Regions from separate parts of the Mus musculus genome. Here region 2 is linked to region 1. A link is a contact called in public promoter capture Hi-C data. All regions are on one chromosome and are shown on one strand. Each heading gives the region's core, a stretch centred on a gene start, on an enhancer-like site or on the middle of the called end of the contact. The rest is flanking DNA. Distances are from core to core; before and after follow the strand shown. Region 1 holds the start of Znrf1 (zinc and ring finger 1). Region 2 overlaps Adat1 (adenosine deaminase, tRNA-specific 1).

Evidence for each region. Promoter capture Hi-C pulls out the DNA fragments that hold promoters and counts their contacts.
Region 2: a contact with region 1 is called in a promoter capture Hi-C map of the HPC-7 cell line. The contact joins the enhancer-like site here to the promoter of Znrf1 in region 1. A contact is called at or near these places in 8 of 39 promoter capture datasets (the 3T3-L1 cell line, the HPC-7 cell line, cranial neural crest and 4 more) and 2 of 115 datasets of contacts at active chromatin or transcription factors (T-cell acute lymphoblastic leukemia and microglia).

What each region holds. Positions count from the first base shown.
Region 1 is chr8:111,534,866-111,538,649 of GRCm38.p6, reverse strand. It overlaps Znrf1 (zinc and ring finger 1), which reads right to left and starts at 2,010. Exons shown (of 4, transcript NM_133206.4): 1 at 1,086-2,010. The coding sequence starts at 1,509.
Region 2 is chr8:111,974,892-111,978,675 of GRCm38.p6, reverse strand. It overlaps Adat1 (adenosine deaminase, tRNA-specific 1), which reads left to right. Exons shown (of 10, transcript NM_013925.5): 8 at 538-637. Among named protein-coding and RNA genes, the nearest start is that of Adat1, 16 kb to the left of the region's middle. Within about 2 kb of position 2,060, at least 49 of the 459 cell types and tissues checked have an H3K27ac peak or open chromatin away from gene starts, as enhancers often do. A contact at or near this core is called in the HPC-7 cell line, T-cell acute lymphoblastic leukemia and liver, where this site is marked.

The DNA.
Region 1 (3,784 bases), core at 761-3,260:
ACCCTGAGGACAGGAGAATGATTTCTCCTACACAGCAACAAAAATTGCCCAGTTCAGGCACAAGAGTCTGAATACTTAACTGCTTCACTCAGACTGGTAGTTAACAAGCAGCAACCCCACACCCCTTTTGACCAGTTTTCTAGAGGCCTGCCCTGGCTTCTCAGGACAGCCAAGCAGACAGACCTGTTTTCCTGTAGAAGTCTCTGCCAGGCCTTTGCTGCCCTACCACCAGCCAGGGCCTGGGAAATCCCCCTCCAGCCTTTTCCTGGCCTGTCACCAGAAGTGCACAGAATGAGTTCATCTCCATCCTTTCCATCTTCCTCTTCCCTAGTCATGTGCCAGCTGTGGGGCAATACCACCCCACCTCTCCTGGGCTCTATGAAAAGAAAAAAAAAAAAAAAGATGCACAATCACGGGAAGAACAAGCACTTATCGTGGAGCAGGGGAAAAAAGATGGAGGGATGTGAGAATCCCTGAGCCAAATCTACTGCATGCAGACCAGAATCCTGGTCCTGCAAACCCAAAGACGGAGGCTTTCCACATAGCAGACCACACCTGTCTAAGCCAGCCTCCTGTTCCATTTTAAACAATTGATACAGCAAACCAGTCGGGTGGAAAAACAAACCACCTCCCTTTCCTAGCGAGAATAAGAACCCTAATCCAAGAATCACTCGCCCCTAGTTTTATTTCTTTTCTCACTCTTTGTTTAGGAGACACTACCTCCTTAACCAGAAAGGTAGGTACCATGCTGCAGCGGCAGAAATGAAGAGTCTCAGACAAGAAGACCTTTGAGGATCATGACGCTAATAAATGCGACCTCAATAGGCAGGTTTCACTCAGCCATCCACAAGTGAACACATGCCTGCAGTCCTAAGGTACCCGGCTCCACACGCCTAGTAGGCAGCTTTCCCCCTAGGCAGTAGTTATCTTATTTGATCCTATTCATCCTCTGACATGGAAGGAACCAGGGGAAGGGCAGGAGTTAGCTTCATACCCATACCTTAGCACATTAAGAGGTTTCGGGCGCCCCGGCGCGCCCTCCCTTGCACTCCACCCTTCAAGGCCTCCGTCACCCGCGGACTCACCACTGTGCGAGCTGAACCACCTGGGTGCGATGTGCAGAGGTAGAGCATCCGCCAGCGAGGCTCGGGAGCCCAGGTACAGCATCCCGTCTCTATGGTGACCGCCGCCGGTCTCTTGGTAACCATTGCCGTGGGCATAGGTGGAGTCCGACGTGGACCCTCCGCCGCCCGGCGCCCTCTCGGAGTCGCCGGTCCCGCGGGAGGCGGGGGTGTAGAGACTAAAGGGCACCCCTCCGGCCGTGCTGGGGTCCATGCCCATGCCCGCCACCGAGCTGACCGAGCGGCTGCGCAGCCCCATCGCCCCGCCGCCCGTCCGGTAGTGCCCAAAGTGGGGCGCCCCTCCCGGCGGCGGCACGGCGCTGTCATCCGTAGAGACCCCCGGGAAGGGGCCCCGAGAGCGGGCCGCCGTGCTCTGCTTGCCCCCCATGTTCGCCGGGGCCCCGGTGGGGCGGGAACGTGGAGGCTGAAACCCTCCCCCACTACTCAGAAGCGGGTGGAGGTCTGGGCGAACATAAAGGCGGAGGGTTGGGGTTGGGGAGAGTCACAAAAGAGCCCCGAGGGGAGAAAAATGAAAAAAGGTGAGGGGGGGAATCCTCAAAAAAAATCCGCGGGGTGGAAAAAGCAAGCGAGCGGGGACCCCAAACTAAGAATTTCAAACTGTCCAAGCCGAATGCATGTTCCCCTTAAGGTCCGAAGAAGCGCGGTCCAGAGCCGGCGCCTCGCGCCACAGGCCGCCCCCGGGCTCCGGAGCCTAAGGAGCCGCAGCGAAGGGAGGGAGGAGCCGGAGGAGGCCGCTCGCCCGCAGCAGGAAGCGGCGGAGGCTCCGGGCGCCGCGCCGTTCGCGTCCCCCGTCTCAGGACTCCTCAGCCCGCGCCGGCGGCCCTCACTCCTCCAGGCTTCGGGAGGGCTCGCGGCGGTGGGGCAGCCAGGCGGAGCTCTGGAAGCCGCGGTCGCGTGGCGTCGCGCTCCGGCTCCAGCCGCCGCCGGCCCCGCCAGCCAGCCGCACCGCCCCGCTCCGTCCCGGGCTGCGCTCGCCGGCGCTCCTCGCCGCCGTGGAGACAATGGAGGGCGGCAGAGCGCACGCGCGGCCCGCGCCCCCTCCCTCCTCCCGCACCCCCCCCCCCGCCGGGTTAACCCCTTCGCGGCCCCTGCGGCGCAGCAGCGAGCTGCGGCCTTGGAGGTCCCCACCCACCTACCGCCTGCGCCCCGGGCGGTCCAGGGACAGGACGTCTCCAGCCGCCGGGCGTCTGCGACAGAGGTCAGACTTCCTCTGGATCACAGCTCTGCTGGAGTCGCGGCGAAAGTCGAATCAATGTCTTCAAAACGAGACCCTGAGTGGGGGGAGGGGTAACGACGGTTTTAGCGGGTAGGAAGGAAACACCGAGAAGAAAGAAAAACCAACTAATAAAGCCTACCTGGGTTTGAAGGGTCACTGGGGGAGCTCCCCTCCCGCCACAGACCTGCCCTCACAGCACCCTCTGGTGGATATGCTGTCCATTCGTTTGGAGGTTCTCCATCCAAGGACCCCAGCCAACCTTAGGAAGTTTAGCATGGGGGGCGGGGGGGGGGGGGGAGGAGGGAATCAGCTTGGACCCAAACACATTTGGGATTAGCTGTTAGGAGATACAACAGTGCCCCAGTGGCGCCTAGACTTTGCTGTCGTTAGATCAGAACCAACTATTTGGGTCTGAATCGATTCCTTAGGCTAGAATATAATCCTCAAAATCAATAGGTGGATTAAAAAAAAAAAAAAAGTAAGAACCATGCAGCGGGAAAGCTGTTTTAGAAACTCCTTGCCCAAGGCCGATTGCTGTTTTGTTTATCATGTATTTTGACATAGAGCCATATTTTGACATAGAGCCACAAGGCAAGGGCACAGTACTCAATAAATATTTGTTGACCAAATTGCATTTTGCAACAGAGACTCACCTTGCCAGGTCAGTCCCAGTCTTTCTCATATTTTCACTTTGCTTATTCTTTGAGCAAATAATTTTTCAAGTGCTCAGCTCTGAGCACCGTAAGCATCACCCAGTCACTAACCTGACCTTCTCTTGTCACTCTGTCAAGTGGGCTCCGTGCTTCCGAAAATGGAATTGGAGGGAGATTTAAAGGGGCTAATAGACTTGTCTCTTCCAGTGTGACTAGCCTGGAAGGCCACAGAAAGATGGTTGTTTGCAAGCACAGAGTGCTGGGGGTGAGCTAAAAGCTTCGAACAAGCTGGGCAGTGGTGGCCTATGCCTTTAATCCCAGCACTTGGGAGGCAGAGACAGGAGGATTTCTGAGTTCGAGGCCAGCCTGGTCTACAGAGTGAGTTCCAGGACAGCCAAGGCTATACAGAGAAACCCTGTCTCGAAAAAAAAAAGAAAAGAAAAGAAAAGAAAAAGAAAAGCCAATGCAAAAATTTTCATGGCTGTGGTGCTCACCTTAATCCCACCACTCGAGAGGTAGAGGCAGGACAATCTCTGAATTCCATGCCAGCCTGGTCTACAAACCAAGTTCCAGTACAGCTAAGGCCACACAGAAACTCTGTTACAAAAAACCAAATTGCGTGTGTGTATCTAGGGGCTGGAGAGTTGGCACAGGGGTTAAGAGCGTTTGTTCTTAGAGAGGCCCCAGGTTCATCCCAAGCACCTATGTGGTGATTCACAGCCATCCATAACCCCAGAGGCATGATACATGCATACATACAGTCATTCATATAT
Region 2 (3,784 bases), core at 811-3,310, 440 kb before region 1:
TATAGTAAACCGTAAGCTATAGTAATAATCGTGAACCGTTTGATGTCACTGAACCCTGGTGAGCCAAGCATCACACCCAACTTGATTTTGATGTCATAGACAGCTTTCATGCTGCTGTAGAATCACAGAGATATTTTTGTGAACTATTTGACAACTGGTTTATTTGCTTTGCTTTCGGCTTGGGGTTTGCTTGCACTTTTTGTAGCCCCCGGTCTCCAGTTAGTGCTGTCTGAACAAATGTTGACTCAGCTTGGCTGGATATTTTGCAGATAACCATGGCTACGCTGGCGAGGCAGCCATAACTGTCCAGAGAACATTTCCCAGCCTGTCCCCCTCCCCCCAGCTCTGTCGTTCGTTCTTCCACTGCTGTGCGCCCCGAGCCTTGGAAGTGGGGATTGATGCAGTTGTCCCATTCGGGGCTACACTGAGTGGACATTAACTCTGCACTTTGACCAGTTCTAGCTCTGTTCTACCTGCTGCCCACTGCCGAGAGAAGCCTCTGGCCAGGTTTTAACCCCAGGATTCCTCTCTTCCTAGCTATCAGCTGGAGCGCTGTCCCTCAGCAGCCCTTGGATGTTACAGCCAATGGTTTTCCACAGGGAACAACAAAGAAAGAGATTGGAAGCCCTAGGGCCAGGTACAGCTTTCTGGGGCTGGGGAGAGGGTAGCTATGAATTCAACCCTTCCTATCCAATTCTGAGACTTTTTCATTTCCCCCAAAAGGAAACTAATTACTCTTTCCTCCTCCTCCTCCTCCTCCTCCTCCTCCTCCTCCTCCTCCTCCTCCTCCTCCTCCTCCCCCTCCTCCCCCTCCTCCTCCTCCCTCACATCCTCCTCCTCCTTGGCCCTTGGAAATCCCTCCTTTGCTACACTTACTTTCTCTGTTTCTGTCTTCTGGATACTTCCTATAAATGCAGCCCTTTCCCGTGGTTTCCCCGTGGTTTCCCCATGGTCCTCTGTGTCTGCCTCACCTACCCAACATGTCTCACAGCGCACTCGCTGTGTGCACTGGCGCCATGTTCACTGCATGGGTGAGCAGCTTGCTTACCCCTCATTGGCCTCTCCTCTCTTCAGTGAGGCCTTGGGGACGTTCTGCTCCAGGCTGCTATTACAAATGGTGCTGGTGTGAACAACCAGGTACCTGTCTTGTATGCTGTAATTCCTCCTAGGGAACACACATACCAGTGAAATAGCGGGCCATGTGGTTACCACATGGCTAGCTTTTTAGGATGAGTGAACCATCTTCCCAGCACCTGTGCCATGGCCATTCCCACGAACCCTGGAGAGGAGCCCCAGCTGCCTTGCATCCTGCCCCACGCTTGTGATTGCTGTCAGGTCTGAAGGGCTGCTCCTTGTTTCGCTCTGCATTTCCCAGTCACTGATACTACGGGCATCTTTTATGTGCTGTGTGCTTGCTAACCATTTGTAGTCTTCTTTGGAGAAATATCTGCTCTCGTTCCTTGCCCATTCTGTAACTGATTTGTCTTTATTTTTAATTTTTAAATTACATCCATGTATTTTGGGGGACCGTGTGGAGGTCAGAATACATTTTGTGGGGTTCAGTTCTCCTCTTCCACCTTGTGGATCCCAAGGACCAAACTCAGGTCTCTATGGACCAGGCTGGCCTTGAACTCACAGAGATCCTCCCACCTAGGCATGTGCCTCCAGACCCAGCCCTTTTTACTTTTTTAAAAAGGATTTTGTTCATTTTACTTTATGTGTGTAGGTCTTTTTCCTCCATATATGTCTGGGCACTATGTGTGTGCAGTGCTCACAGAGGCCAGAAACGGGTGTCAGAGTCCCTGGAACTAGAGTTACAGTTTTGAGAGCCATCTTGAGAGTGCTGGGAATTGAACCAGGATTCGGCAGAGCAGCCAGTGCTCCTAACCACTGAGTCCTCTCTGCTGCTCCCTGTTTTGATAGCGCCTTTTACTGCACAAAAGTTTTGAATTTTAATAAGGTCAAATTTATGTACTTTCTCTTTTGCTTGGCTGTACCTTTGGTTGCTTATCTAAGGAATCAGGGTTACAAAGGTCTGTGCTTTGTTTCTTGTGTTTCCTGTGGTAGAGGGGCGGGTTTCCTGCTGTGCTCTGGATCTGTTTGGGACTGACTCAGTCTCCTCTTTGGCCCCCACTCTGCTGACTGTGGCTTCTCTTAGAGTCTTTACCCTCACACTTCTAGAGGCCAACTCAGCTACCGCTACCCCCTGAATCAGGAGGATCACCTCTCCAGTGCTATGGTGCAGCTCTCCAGCCTGTCACAGTGTGTCAGTGTTCCCTGTGTGACCTGGAGTGTGTCACCTTCTAACCCTATTGTCTGTATGAGTTGGGGGCAAGGCCAGCTGTTCTGTGGGCTGCAATGTTCTTTTATCTGTTCAACGAGAGTTCGTGGGTAGACCACTTGTCTTAGTTACTTTTCTCCTGCTGTGACCAAGCACCATGGCCAGGGCAACCCACAGGAGGAAGCTTTTAATGGCAGCTTAGGTCTCAGAGGGTGAGTCCAAGACCATCATAGTGGGAGCATGACAGTAGGCAGGCTGAGAACTTAATCCTTATCTGCAAGATAAGGATAGAGACAGACAGACTGACTGACAGACAGAATATGAATTAGAAGGAAGACTCTGCAGGGCAGCAAAACCTTGGGGACTGAAGGGGCCAGTATCAGACCCTGGTACCATTTCTCCCAGGGGTAACTAGGCAAAGCACTCAGCCTCTCCCAGCTTACTTGCCAACTGTAAAGCAAAGTTAAGCAGTGTCAGAACTGAGCGAAATGGCATTTTGCAAAATTGATTTCCCTTGTAGCCACCTAATGACCTTTGAACATTACTGGTACAGGGATTCCAGCTCACTCTATCCTAGGACCAGCAGCTGCTAGAAGAAGCAGGCCCCTCACCGCTCATCCCTAAGTGAATGCATTGTGAGGCCCCCTCTGGACTCTCTGGGGACCTCAGATGGCATTGTTAGACTCAAGAAGGGAGTGTGTAAAACAATGGGAAATACCAATAACCTCATAAAAGATGCTCATGTTAAGAAGCTTGGTTTTTACTCTGCATAGTAGAGGCTAATTCTCTTTATCCCGAAGAAAAACAGCCTCTGTGTCCATTGAGACACTAGAATATTCTGGAAAGATCACGAAACAGCTCACTGAAAAGGATGAGCAGGGGGGTTTGCTTGTTTGTTTTTACGTGTGTGTGTGTGTGTGTGTGTGTGTGTGTGTGTGTGTGTGTGAGAGTCTACACTTGGGTGAAGATGACCACAGAGGCCAGGGGCTGCTGAATGAGGAGGTGGAGCCACCAGACTCTGGTACTGAGAACCGAGTTGAGGTCCTCTGTAAAGCCAATATGCACTCTGGACTGCTGAGCCATCTCACCAACCCGGGCTGAGAGATTTTAACTACATTCATACATTGTTTGTTTGTTTGTTTTGTATGCACCTATGCATGCACTCACATATCCCATAGCACATGAATGTGCACACATTTACACATGCCATAGTACATGTACAGAGGCCAGAAATCCAACCTGGACGGGTCATCACTCTGAGCAGCCAGCACCTTCCTCCTGAGCCACCTCACCAGCCCAGGTGAGAGGTTTTATTTTCAAGCTACTTAAGTATGGGCGACAGGGAGATGTCAGATGAGGGATTTTTTTTTTTTTTTTTGAGATGTCTTTGTTTTTTGTTTGTTTGTGGAGACAGAACTTCTCAGTGTAAAAGCCTTTACCTTCTTGGACCTCACTCTGTAGTCCAAGGTGACCTCAAACTCCAGAGATCCACCTTCCTCTGCT